Regions from separate parts of the Ovis canadensis genome. Here region 2 is linked to region 1. Evidence: chromatin contacts called from public Hi-C data. All regions are on one chromosome and are shown on one strand. Each heading gives the region's core, a stretch centred on a gene start, on an enhancer-like site or on the middle of the called end of the contact. The rest is flanking DNA. Distances are from core to core; before and after follow the strand shown. Region 1 holds the start of CEBPB (CCAAT enhancer binding protein beta). Region 2 has its middle 110 kb from the start of CEBPB.

What was found. A called contact is a pair of places that touch in the nucleus more often than the background predicts.
Region 2: a contact with region 1 is called in a Hi-C map of lung, with 4 times the contacts expected there. The contact joins the enhancer-like site here to the promoter of CEBPB in region 1. A contact is called at or near these places in 2 of 2 Hi-C or Micro-C datasets (fibroblasts and lung).

The regions. Positions count from the first base shown.
Region 1 is chr13:93,568,931-93,575,709 of ARS-UI_OviCan_v2, reverse strand. CEBPB (CCAAT enhancer binding protein beta) reads right to left here and starts at 3,868. Exons shown (of 1, transcript XM_069548819.1): 1 at 1,666-3,868. The coding sequence starts at 3,369. The coding sequence ends at 2,320.
Region 2 is chr13:93,677,110-93,683,888 of ARS-UI_OviCan_v2, reverse strand. No RefSeq gene overlaps it. Among named protein-coding and RNA genes, the nearest start is that of CEBPB, 110 kb to the right of the region's middle. Within about 2 kb of position 2,633, the one cell type or tissue checked has open chromatin away from gene starts, as enhancers often do. A contact at or near this core is called in fibroblasts, where this site is marked.

The DNA.
Region 1 (6,779 bases), core at 2,619-5,118:
AATCCCAGAGGCACTTGAGCTGATGCGCTGGTGCTGGTACTGAACGGACTTTGACATTGCAGCTTCCCATCAGTCTTCCGACCGCCCAGGGCCCAGGTTATGTGTGCCCAGGGCCCAGGCCACAAATGGGGTTAGGGAGGTGGCATTTGCCTTGGTCCTCAGCTCCGTAACGGTGGGGGCTGAGTGTCTGTTTCCCACAGGCTTCCACGGGGCGGGGGGCAGAGGGGGGCGGGGGGCAGAGGGGGGCGGGGAACATCCAGGCACCCAAAGGGCAAGGGAGAGGAAGCACACTGCCCCTTCTCAAACCACAGTATCAGCAACCGCTCCCAAGATCCCAGGCCATCCCAGGTCCTCAGCAAACTCATCTACGAAGCCCCCTATTCCACCCTCCCTCCATCCCTGAATTCCTAAAGCAGGGCTCCCCCTACAAACATAGTTCTCACTCTTAAGGGTGCGACAGCCAAAAGCAGATTCACAGCTCTCCAAGCAGGCCACATAATGGCAGCAGCCTCTTTGAAGGTGGTTGAGATTTAGATGAGATGGGCAGGTCCAGGGCTTACTGGACACTGGCCCCTGGCGAGCGCTGGCCACACTCGCGCTGCGCTGGAGATTCAAGTGCCAAATGCCAGGAGCCTCCCAGCGAAAAATAATAACAAGAGCAAACGCTTATATAACACCTCCTGCGTGCCAGGCACCGTGGGACGCTGTACGGGTATCCACAAACCCCTCCGTCTACATCCTCAACTCTCAGGAATGCCGTCCAGGGCTGGAACGGGGGTGGAAGAGCCATGCAAAGGGGCAGGCAGGAGTGTAGCAGGGGACGGGGAACACGCAGCCTTGCCCAGGGCCACTTCTGTCACAGGGAGTCAGGGATGGCAGGCCCGGGTTCACACCTGGGCTCAGCGTCCTTGAGCAGGTGAGCCTGGGCCTCAGTGTCCACAGTAGGTACAAGCAGGACAAGTGGTACTAGGAAAGGAGTGAACGTATAGGAACCCTTCCCCCGCCTCCCCAACCGAGCCCAGATTCTGGATTCTCCCCTCCCTCTGGCCAGAACACACAAACACAAGCTCACCCACACACCCAGGCTACTCTCTTAAAAATATACATACGCACACACACTATTTTCTAAACACCATGCCCTGCTTCACTTTTCAAAACAGTCTGCTCCGATTTGGGCTCAGTAGGACCAAGACCTGTACCCCTTCTTTTTCAGAGTCACAGTCCCATGGGCTGGGTCCCCACGCGCTGTGCAGAGATCAGAACCCGCAAAGCCCCTCCAAACCCAAGCCCCGGACTCAGGACCAGCCAGAGGCCCTGCAGGCCCTCCCCAAGCAGGGCTCCTAGTCACTCCTCCCCAGCACTCAGCCGCACTGAGTCACCCTCAAAGCCTGACCCAGCACTCCTCTGCCCCTCCCCCGCGCCAGGCCTGATACCCCCATCTCCAAGCACAGGCCCTGGGGGTGGGGTTGAGGGGGGGAGTAGCAGAGGAGAATAAGCAGCTGCAACACCCCCACCCAACCACCTAAAATGCCAAAAATAACAGCAGCTCTCACTCACACACACACACACACAACAACAACCCCCCACACACCAGAAAGGCAAATATAAATCCAAAATAAAGGGGAAGAAAAAAAAAATCAAAGCCAACTACTGCCCCCAAAAGGCTTTTTAAACATTCTCAAAAAAAAAAAAAGTTTATTAAAAGTGTTCTTAATGCTCGAAACGGAAAAGATTCCCAAATATACAGATGCCTCTTTTTTCATAGAAATAGATTTTTTTTTTATAATACAAAAAAAAAGGCCAAAAAAAAAAAACACCAACAAAAACAAAAAACAACATCAACAGCAACAACCCCGTAGGAACATCTTTAAGCGATTACTCAGGGCCCGGCTGACAGTTACACGTGGGTTGCGTCAGTCCCGTGTACACACGCGTTCAGCCATGTTTAAACCGATTGCATCAACTTCGAAACCGGCCCGCCCGCCGGCGCCCAGAGAGGGGGGGTGGGCAGAATGAGAGGCAAGAGTTTATCATTCATCTGTACACATAGACATCTCTTCTTTAAATAACACCACGGGCGGGCGCCCCGTCTGCACGTGCGGCTGGTGTGGACAAAAATATAGATAGATATATATAATAAAATATTAAAATTACCGACGCGCTCCCCGCGCTGCCCAGTGCCCCAGTGCCAAAGTTCTGCCGGCGCCGCCAGGGGCGCGGGCGGGCGCGCGGGCGCTCCCCGGAGTCTCGGCGGCCGCGGCGCGCCCGGCAGCGCGGGGGCCGGCCGGCCGGCCGCGGGGGACGCGCACGGGGGCCGCGCTAGCAGTGGCCGGAGGAGGCGAGCAGGGGCTCGGGCAGCTGCTTGAACAAGTTCCGCAGGGTGCTGAGCTCGCGCGACAGCTGCTCCACCTTCTTCTGGAGCCGCTCGTTCTCGGCCGTGAGCTCCAGGACCTTGTGCTGCGTCTCCAGGTTGCGCATCTTGGCCTTGTCGCGGCTTTTGCGCACCGCGATGTTGTTGCGCTCCCGCCGGATCTTGTACTCGTCGCTGTGCTTGTCCACCGTCTTCTTGGCCTTGCTCTTGACCTGCGAGGGCGCCGGCGCCGCCCCCGCGTAGCAGGCGGCGGCGGCCGGGGGTGCCTTGGCGTCGGCGGGGCTCGGCGTGCCGGGCGGGCTGGACGACGAGGACGTGGACAGGCTCCCGCTGCTGCCGCTCGGCACCGCCTGGTAGCCGAGGTAGGCGCGCAGCGCGTACGGGAAGCCGGCCGCCATGCCCGCGGCGCCGCCGCCCGGAGCTCCGGCCTCCTCCTTCCGCTTGCAGTCCGCGGGCTCGAAGCCCGGCTCCGCCTTGAGCTCCGCCGGCGGCGGCGGCGGCGGCGGCGGCGGCGGGTGCAGGGGTGCGAAGCAGCCCGGGTGCAGCGCGCCCTTGGCGGCCCCCAGGCGGCCCAGGCTCACGTAGCCGTACTCGGCCGCCTTCTTGCAGTTCTTGCCCCCGTAGTCGTCGGAGAAGAGGTCGGAGAGGAAGTCGTGGTGCTGCCCGGAGGAGGCGGGCGCGGGGGCGGGCGCGGGCGGAGCCGCCTCGAAGGTGTCCGTGGCCGTGGTGGGTGCCGGGGCCTGCGGCGCGCCCAGCGGCTCCAGGTAGGGGCTGAAGTCGATGGCGCGCTCGTGCTCTCCGATGCTACCCAGCTCGCCGGCGGGGGGGCGCGGCCCGGGTCTGGCCGCCGGGGGCGCCGCGGGGGCCGCCTTGCCGCCGTACGCAGCAGCCAAGCAGTCCGCCTCGTAGTAGAAGTTGGCCACTTCCATGGATTTAAAGGCGGGCGGCGGCGGCGGCAGGGGGAGACATGCTGGGTCCCAGGCCACCAGGCGTTGCATGAACGCGGGTGCCCGGGGAGGGGGCCTGGGGCTGCCCGCGCCGGCCGGCCCGCAGGTGGCGCGGCCTCCCGGCTCCGAACAGTCGCTGCTGTGTCGCCGCCGCTGCTGCTGCTGCTGCCGCCGCCGCTGCTCCGGGGTGGCCGCTATCAGTGCGGGGGGCTGCCGGCCGGACCCTCGGGTGGGTCCCCTTCCCGGTCCCGTGCGCGGCTCTGACTCGCTAAAGTTTCTCCCGAGCCCGTTTATTTATAAAGGCGGGCCATAGCAACGGCTGCGTCACGCCCGGCGGCGGCCCCTCCCTCCCCAGGCACGCAGAGGACACGCCGCGGCCGCCCGGGACCCCCGGCCGGGCGCCGGCGGGCCGGCCTGGAGACCCGGAGCGCGCCCCCGGGGGTCCCCCGGCCTGCGGGGCCGGGGTGGGGGGCGGCCTCAGGCCCCCGCCCTGTCCACTCCCACCCGGCGGCCCCGAGATGGCGAGCGCGGAGAGGCGCGAGCCCGCCCCCGGACCGCCCCCTCTGGGCCGGCCGGCGGACGAGAAGGGAGGGGGAACCCGGGGAGGGGGCCGGGCGGCCGTCTGCTCCCACCCTGAACGCGGCCGCCGCCCGCCCCCTGCTGGAGGAGGCGCTGGCCTTCGGGAGCCGCGGCCGCCGGACCTGGCTCTCCAGGGAGGGGGCGCGCCCCTCTCCCCCCAGCCAGGGATGCTGGAGACCCCAACCCCCTCCAGCTCGGACTCCCGGAGGGGTGAGCCGCCTCCACAGCCCTCCCCCGAGTGCGGCCTCGCCGCTAAACTGGCACCCCTCCCCAGATCTGGACAGGAGGGACTCACACCTGCGGTGACTCCCCTTCTGAAATAGGAAGACCTGGGGTTGGGGGCTTGGGGAGGTGCAAACAAGGGGGCGAGCGCCCCTCCCCCGGCCCCGCCCCCCGCACCTGCCTGCTCCCTCCCCCTCGGACCACACCTGGGTCTTCTCCAGCCCCACCCCGCCCTGACCTGGGGCCCCCTCCCCGGAGGGTGGAACGGGGGTGGGGTGCCCCCCGACCACACGCTGTGTGACCTTGGACTAGTCACTTGGCTTCTCCAAGTTTAAGTCTGCGAGGGTGTCCTTACTGTTATCTTTATTAGTTGTATTAACTGTCTCCAACGCAGACTCCCAAACGCTCACCGCTCTGGGACACACATCAGAAAGAAGGGCCTCCTCCCAGTACAAAGAGGCCCAGAGGCCCACAGCACACCCAAGATCACACAGCTTCATGTTCCCCACTGTTCTCAAAAGAAAAGCCCTTATCCAGGCACCCTCAGAGCTGTTCGTCATCCCCCTCCCAAAGCACCTGTATCTGAGGCTGGTGGGTGGGGGTCCAGGCAGGACCCAGGGGGCCATGCAGAAGGGAGGAAGGAGTTCTCCTCTTTTAGCAGGCCCCTGCTGTGTGGTGAGAGGGGTCTGGACCCAGAGCTTGCTTTTTCACCCTGCCAGGAGGATGCCCTCGCGGCCCTTGGTTCACAGAGAGGGAGACGAGATGGCCCACCAGGATGGGAACGCCGGCCCCAGGCCCTCCCTGCTGAGTGGGTGCCAGCCGCCCTGGCCCTCTCCTGCACCATTCCAAGGCCATTTCGGCAGCCCCTTGGGCCTACCCTTCTGCCACTCCCAGACCCCGGCACCCCAGGCAGGAGCTCCCAGCCTGCCTGGTGCTGACCCCCGACCCACTGACCCCAGCCCTGGCCCTGGCGGGCAGGCGGGCATTGCTCAACCTTCAGCGTTATCTGCTGAGCTGGGGTGACCTCCGCTCCGGAGAGCTGGAGAAATGACATCTCTGAGTGCCCTTGGGGGTGGGGGGCAGGGAGGGACAGAGTGAAACACTGGCCCAGCCTGCTGGCTTTCTGGGCCTTCCCAGCAGCCTCTGGGCCAGGGAGGGACCTAAGGCCCTGGGGCCACCCAGCCAGGACTCCCAAGCTGCAAAATGGGACACTCAGGGCTGAGCTGAAGCGCCACTGCCCCCAGAGGCCCTCCCAGCCCCACCTGCTGGCAAACTTCCTTCCTAGCCCTTATCTCCAGCCACCAAGATCCTCGTCTTGTCTGCCTCAGTCCCCCTCCAGACTACCCGCTCTCAAATATGGGAAATCGTGGGTCAAGCATGCTCAAAATGTACTGGGGAACAGGATGCATTTGCACCTCTGGACCAAGAACAGGCTTTCCCCAGCCCTGCCCAAGGCAGCTAGCTCTGCAGGGCTCAGCCCGCAGGTGGCCTCCTCTGAAAGCCCTCCCTGACTTCCGGGAGGGATTGCTCTGTTTTGCTCACTGCTGTTCCCCCAGTGCCTGGAATAGTGCCTGGCACAGGAAGGGCTCAATAAATGAAGATGGAGGAGATGGTGAGGTTCCCCCCACACCCCATTAACTGGACTGTGTGACCTCTCTGAGACTCAGCACCCGCCCCGGCCTCTCGGGGTTCTGGGGAGATGCAGTGAGATGTGGGGAGTCTGCAGCTAATCGAAGGATTCGTGTGTGATCTCCAGTCAGTCTTTCACCCTCCCTGAACCGTATTTTAAGCCCTTTGCATCTACTAGTCCGACACAACTGAGCGACTGAACTGAACTGAGCTGAACTCATTTCATCCTCCTAATCATTGGTAAGAAGCAGGTCCTATTATCATCCCCACTTTACAGATGAGGAAACTGAGGCCACGCAGAGCTCAGGGTGTCTGTTCAAGGTCACATCCCTGGGGATGGGAAAGATTAATGTCTTCCCAGCCCAGCCTTCCCTTTTGGGTTTGTAATAAATCATAATGGGTCTGATGTGAGCCCCATTTTTCGAGTGGAAAAACTGAGGCTCAGAAAAGGGCAGCTGGGGGTTACACAATGAGCCAAGGGGCCACCCAGGCCCTCAGGACCAGCCCCCAAGGACAGATTCAGTCCCATCGGGGTCTTGCCGTCACCTACCAAACACTGAGCCCCTGGCTTCCCACCCTGCCACCCCCAACGCTGGAGTCAGTGGCGATTCCCACCCCAGCGCCTCCGCAGGTGTCCTGCAGGGAGGCTGCCTGCCCGGGTGACGTAAGCCCTTGTTTTCACAAGGCTGGTTGCTCAACAGGCCCTGCCTGCTGCCCTGCCACTAGCGCTCAGCCTTTCCCCGAGGAGGGGGGTGATGTGACCGAACCACTATGGTCCAGAGCGCTGGAGCACGCCCCAGCGGCCCTGCAGGCAGCGAGGGCTCAGAAAGCGGGGCCCACCTGTCACCTCCCGCGGCGACCTCTCCCAGGTACCGGTGGCGTAGGCGTCCCTAGGAACCCAGGGCGCGGAAGGGTCTCAAGGCGGCAGCCGGCGCCCAGATCCAACCTAGAGACGCGGTCGGCTTGACCCCCGCCCCGGTGATTCGCTTCAGATTTTTTTCTGTCTCGTTTTTTAATGACTGTGTTGCCAA
Region 2 (6,779 bases), core at 1,384-3,883, 110 kb before region 1:
AGCCCCCATAGCTGGTAAACAGCAGTCATAACAAAAAATAATACCATAAAAATAATAACTGACATAGATTAGGTACTTACTCCACGTGCCGAGGGTAATATTTACATCATCTCACTGGCTTCTCTCACGACTCTAGGACATAAGTGCTGTTAGTTTTCCCACTTCACAGATGAGAAGCTGAGAGGTTAACTCACCTAGATAATAAAGCTGCTAAGTGGCAGAGTTGGGATTTGAACCCAGGTCTTCTGTCCCTGCGTGCATGCTTGCTAAGTCACTTCCATCGTGTCCAACTCTGCGACCCTATGGACTGTAGCCTACCAGGCTTCTCTGTCCATGGGAATTCTCCAGGCGAGAATACTGGAGTGGGTTGCCCTGCGCACCTCCAGGGGATCTTCCTGACCCAGGGATTGAACCCTTGTCTCTTATGTCTCCGGCATTGGCAGATGGGTTCTTTACCACTGGCACCAGCTGGGAAGCCCCTTAGTGCCTACTCAGAACTGGGCTGGACACACAGTGGCTGCTTAGGTAACTCAAGGACAACCAAGCTGGAGAACCCTGGGGCTGCCAAGGGATCCATCCCCCAAGATAGCCCTGGCATCAGCTCGAGGCCACCGGTGTGGGCCTGGTCCAGCTGGAAAAAGACATGTGCTCGTATCTTCTCCCAGAATGCCATCTCGCCCACAGAGGCAACAGCCCCCGAGCTCACAGCCACCGTGTCCACCCACCTATGAGGAAGTTCATTATTTTCTCCATGTACCGGGCAGAGAAAGCAAAGCTCAGAGAGGGCGTGTGGCTTGCTCAAGGTCACACAGCAGGCTCCAGCCCCACTTCTACCTCCCAATCCTGCTCTTAGCTGGCAGAGGCCTGGGGTGTGTGTGAGGAGGGGGAAGATAAGGTCTGTGCCCACCAGCCCACCCTGCACCTTGGGATGAGGACTTCCTCTCCCCCTCCTGCCTTCCTGAACCCCAGCTGAGAGTTAGTGGGAGTTGGTGGGAGCCATCCGTGAGCTGCCTCACAAAGCTAGGACAGGAAGGGTGTTCCTGGCCGAGCGACCAGCGCAGGAGAAGGAGGCGCAGCTCATTGAACAGTGGGGGACACATGTCCAGCGAGGCTGAGGGGGAGAGAAGAGGGCTGGGGGCAGGAGGCCAGCCGGCGTAGCAGGAGCCTTGAACGCCGCACTGAGCTCGGGCTCTCTCCAGGGGCAACGAGGAGCCAAGAAGGCTGCAGAGCAGGGGCTGAGCATGATCCGCAAACAGAGGACTGAGCGCTCTGGACCTCCCCTGTTCTTCCTGCTTTCCTCCCGGCCTCTGCAGTCCGTTTTCCACTCGCCGCCAGAGGGGTCCTGTGAAACCGCAAGTCAGACTGCGTCCCGCCTCTGCTCGGAATCCTCCGTGGTGCCCGCCTCCTGCGGAGAAGCCACGACAGAGGGTCCTGGTGGCCCGCCCCGCCCCTGCCCCCAGCCCTGCTCAGACACGCCGGCCTCCTCCCTGCCGCACCACCTCAGGGCCTTTGCACTGCGTGCTCCTCCCGCGTCGTGAAAACCTCTTCCTCCTGCTGGTTCCCTCCCTCCACTCACAGGTTGTTGCTCAGAAGTTCCCTGCTTAATGAGGCTGTCCCTGACCCACCTCTAGAAACCTCCAGCTCAGCCGACCTCCTTTCCCCACTATTTCTCCCTGCAGCCCTGGTCCTTTCAAATACGATGTGTGCGCGTATGTGTGCGCGCGTATGTGCGCGCGCATGTGCGCGCGTATGTGCGCGCGTATGTGTGCGCGTATGTGCGCGCGTATGTATGCGCACACTCAGTCATGTCCAACTCTTTGTGACCCCGTGGACTGTAGCCCGCTGGGCTCCCCTGTCCGTGGAATTTTCCAGACAAAAATACTGGAGTGGGTTGGTATTTTCTACGATTTGGGATCTTCTCGACCCGGGGATCAAGCCCGAGTCTCTTGGGTCTCCTGCACTGGCAGACAGCTTCTTGACCACTGCACCACCTGGGAAACACTTCAGATACAATATACAACTTATTTATCTTGTTTGTTCCACCAAAGTGTGAACTCCATGGGGGCAGAGACCTCTGACTGTCTCGTGTCCTGCTTTGACCCCAGCGCCTGACACACAGGAAATGCTCAATAAATATTTGTTGAGTGAATGAGTTCTCTTTTCCCTCAGATTAATTTTCTGAGGGTTTAGAGCTTATGACCTTTGCTCCCAACTCCAGATACACAAGTGACTTGCCCAGGGTCACTCAGCCCACAAGTGGTCAGTTGATCTGACCCCCAAAAGTCTGTGATATTTTTTCCTTCATTCCGGGCTGCCCCTCTGGGATTTAGGCTGATGCCATGTTACCACTTCTGAGGGCTCTCCTTGGCTCCACCTTACACTGGAGGCTCAGAGAGGTGAAGCAACTTGGCCAAGGTCACACAGCAACCAAGGGTGTGAATTCAGGTCTTTCTGCCTCTGTGTTTTGGGCATTTTCCACTAAAGCAGCTCTGTCTCTCTCCCCTCCTCCTTCCCTCTTTTCAGCCAGTGTGTCTGCCGCTGAAATATCAAGCCTGCCGTGTGCAGCCTGGACATACACCATGTCTCGGGCCGGGCCCCACCCGCCACCCCGGCCGGGCCGCAAGCACAGCGCTGGTCCCACATGCCTCTGGGATGAGCTGCAGAGAGTGTGACCAGGCCCAGCTGACACATCTCAGAACAGATGTGGGCCCGCCTCCCACGGGCCCCGCGGAGCCCAGCCAAGTCTCAGCCCAGCATCCACCCTCAGGGCGTGGTGCCGGGCCTTGGAGGGGGCGAGGGCAGAGAAGACCAGCGACCCTGGAGCGTTCACGTGAGGCAGAGATTAAGGGGCTCCAGGCTCGAATCCGGGCCCAGGCCTCGGTGGTTATGGAGGGAAAAGAGACAATTTTTCAGGGCTTAAAATCTGATGGGATTTTAAATGACTGAAGTGGGCCAGAGTTAAGATGATAAAGAGTTATTTTTCCCTGGCCTCAGCTTCAGAGAGACTAGAGGGAGTGGAGGGGACCAGGGCACGCACCCTGTCTAAAGCCCAGTGTGGCCCCTTGGGGATGGGGACCCAGTGCGATCAGAATTTCAGGTCCTCTGATTTTCCAGAAACACAGGTTTTTATCCAACATCTGCAGATTCTTTAATGTTGTCTCCTTTCATTTAAAAATTCTGTTTGGACTGAACACAGCCAACCTAAGGGCCAGATTCGGTCTCTCGGGCCTCTGGTTTGTAACCTCTGCTTGGCCAAAGAGGATAGCCAGAGAAGGAGCGGACCAGGTCCTGACCAGGACTGGAAGGTCGGGACGGTGGCCAGAGCTCGGCGCCAGCAGCTCCAAGGCGCTGCGGAAAAGGTCCCTGTCATCTGGTCCCCCTCCTCCGTCTCCTGGGTGAGGCTTCCTGGCCTGCCCGCCCGCCGCAGCTGGCCGTGGGGTGGAAGGGGGCCCACATGGGACACAGCCGTGGCTGTGTTTTCCAGACAGATCCTCATTTTCCTCTCCTGTCCCCCACGGCCCTGCCACCCCAGGAAGTAGGTGACCCTGTGCCCCACCAGGTCACCCCCCCAAACCATGCCCTCATCAGCCTGCTTTTTACATGCCAGCTCCACGCCCCGCATGCTTCAAGCCACACGGCTCCACCGCCGTCCCTCTGAATCTCGGCCGCATCCTTTCACAGCCAATGTTCAGATAAGGAAACTGAGGCTCGGGGAGAGGGAGAGACTGGCCCAGGGCCCTACCACAAGCACGCAGAGGAGCTGGACCCGAGCTCAGGCCTCACGTGCTGGGTCACGGGGGCCTCACCTCCTCTCCTCCTGCTGGAACCCAGCCCGTCCTCCGAGGTTCGGCCCTAGAACTTCCTCCCGTAGTGTTTAAGCAGCAGCCAGGGACTTCCCTGGTGGTCTAGCGGTTAGGACTCTGCGCTTCCAATGCACGGGGACTAGTATCCCACGTGCCTCGTGGTGTGGCCAACAAAACAAAACAAGACAGAAAAAACAAGCAGCCAGGTCCTAGGCCAGGAGCTGGGTATTCAGAAATGAAGAGGTAGGGTTTGTCTCAGGCTCCCCCACAGTGTTTGTTGGATGAACATTTCACTCGCTTCCTGGGAATCTCCTTTTCCCTACGCCATAGGCTTCTATCCAGTCTGTCTCAGCCTCAGCATCGTGTGCCTCGGGCCACTTGTCTACACACTTCCCAGATGTCACCCCTGCGTGGCCCCCAGGCATCCTTCAAACCAACGCCCCCAGGTGAACTCTCCAGCCTCCCCACACTGGCCCTCTGCCTCCAGTTTCCTGCTCTTAGAAGGCCCACCTTTGCCCAGTGGACAAAGCCAGAGGCCCGAGCGCTGTCCTCAATACCTCGCCCCCTACACCCTCAGCCCAGCTGGTCACCGAGGCCAGGGAGTCTTGTCCTCAGCGTCCCCTGAATCCGTCTGCCGCTCCGCTCCTCCTTGGCTGACCTCACTCTCCTCCTCCCTGTGTACCCCTCGTAGGAACACCCTCCTTTCCAAATCAAGCTTCCCACAGCAGCTGGCTGACGTTTGCCATTTCCTACAGCCGCCAGCTGTATGTAGCTCCCCACCACAGAAGGTAGTTCCATCACAGAAGGTAGTTCAAACACCTTGGCCAGCCTTAAAACCCTGGATCAGTCCAGTGACCTCGCCCCATCCGTACACATTCTGGCCTCAGCCAACCCGAACCCCTCTCACTGTTCCAGCACGCTGTGCTTTCTCTCATCTCTGAGCCTTTGCCAGGCTGTTCCTTCTGCCTGGAGGGTTCTTCCCCACCAACCCCATCTCTTGTCTGACTACTCCACGAATGCCCTGCAGGACTCAACCAAGGTGCCATGGGCTTCATACAACGTCCGCTATCCCCTAAGCCTGGTTTAGGTACCCACCGAGGTCCTACCCCGCCCCCGTGTGAATCAGATTACAGCGGCAGGAACCAGAATCCCTCCAGTGTTTTGTTTTTTTGTTTGTTTGTTTTAACACAGAAATGATGGAATACAGGGATGTGGGCCCTCACAAAATTGCTAGACAGCCTAGAGGGGCTCCAGAATGGCACAGCGGAGCTTGCCCACTGGGGAAGCTGCCACCACAGCCAGTCCCGATGCTAGGGAACCAGCAGACCACCACAGGGACTGCTGGCTTTCAGAACACCTCACTGTAGCAGTGACCTGGATGTTAGGAGGTCACTACCGCTACCTCTGAGGAGCTCCCCGGGTGGTGCTAGCGGTAAAGAACCTGCCTGGCCAGTACGAAAGATGTAAAAATGCAGGTTCGATCCCTGGGTCAGGAAGATCCCCTGGAGGAGGGCATGGTAATCCCCTCCAGTATCCCTCCCGGGAGAAGCCCATGGACAGAGGAGCCTGGGGGGCTACAGTCCACAGAGTCGCAAAGAGTCGGATATGACCGAAGCTATTTAGCACGCACCGCAGCTTCTGAATCCCTGAAAGTGGTGAGCAGGCAAAGTATGCGGCTACCAAAGGAAAACCCAGCCATGACCAAGGTTATCAGCAGAAAGAGAGCGAAGGCAAAAACCAGATGGGCTGTACTTTCTGAATCTCGTGGGAGAGCATCTGAGTGGCCGAACCTAAGGAGCATACAGAACCCTGTCTGCACAGGAGACTGGGAAATGCGGCCTGCAACGCTCCAGCCTCTGCACCCTCTAGATAGAAGGAGACAGTGACGTAAGTGGAGACTGGGTACCAGTGGACCCTAAAGGTGACGGCTCAGAATCCCCTCCACAGCCCCAGTCAGCCTGTGGTTTACTTGCTTTTCTTTCCTGCCAGACTACGGTCACTTTAAGGGACTTGACAGGGCCTTAGCTACTGCGGGTTCACCAGCATTTATTGAGCACTTACTATGCCCTGAGCACCAGGCTATGTGCATTGCACACTTGTTTACATGTTTGTACCCCATAGGGTAGGGATTATCGCTATCCCTATTTTAGATCTGAAGAGGAGGCCCAGAAAGATGAAGTAATTTTCCTAAGATGACCCAACCAGTAAGTATTAGAGAGGAGATTAAAAATGAAAACTGCTTGACTTTACTCTTTAAACACTGTGAGAGACAATTTTATCTTTTCACAGCCATCTCCCAAGCATCCAGAAAAGTCACAGCAATGCCGTGTGACGGACAAATGAATCCACAGGTGACCCTTCCACTGGGATGCTCCCTGTCGCCATCTCAGCCACCTTCATCCCTCTGGGCCTGGGTTCCTCCCCGAGGACAGGCCTTGAGAAACAGAAACTCACTGTGCAGGGCCGGAGCTCCCCAGCCCAGCTCTGTAGATGGCCGCGAGGCTTGATGGCCACCGCTGCATTAAAGCTGCTTACACGTTGCATCTAGGAGTCGTTTTTGGGAGATAGGGGTCATAGCTTTCATTAAACTCTCAAGCTCCCAAAATTCGACAGACTGGTACCCCAGGGAGGGATGCAGGGATCTTCCCGCCATCCTGGCCTCAGTGCAGACCTTTGACATTGGTATGTATTCGCTTGCCCATGTATCCATTCATTTCCCTATCCATCCACTCCCCCATCCACCCATTCATATACTTACTCCACCACGCATCCACTTATCCATCCACGCATCCACCCACCCATCCATCCATCCACCCACCCACCCATCCATCCACCCACCCATCCCTCCCTCCATCCATTCTCTGACCCATCTGTCCATCCGCTTTCTCATTTATCCATCTCATCTAACCATTCATTGTTTCCCTGGTGGCTCAGTGGTAAAGAATCCACCTGCCAGTGCCAGAGACACAGGAGATG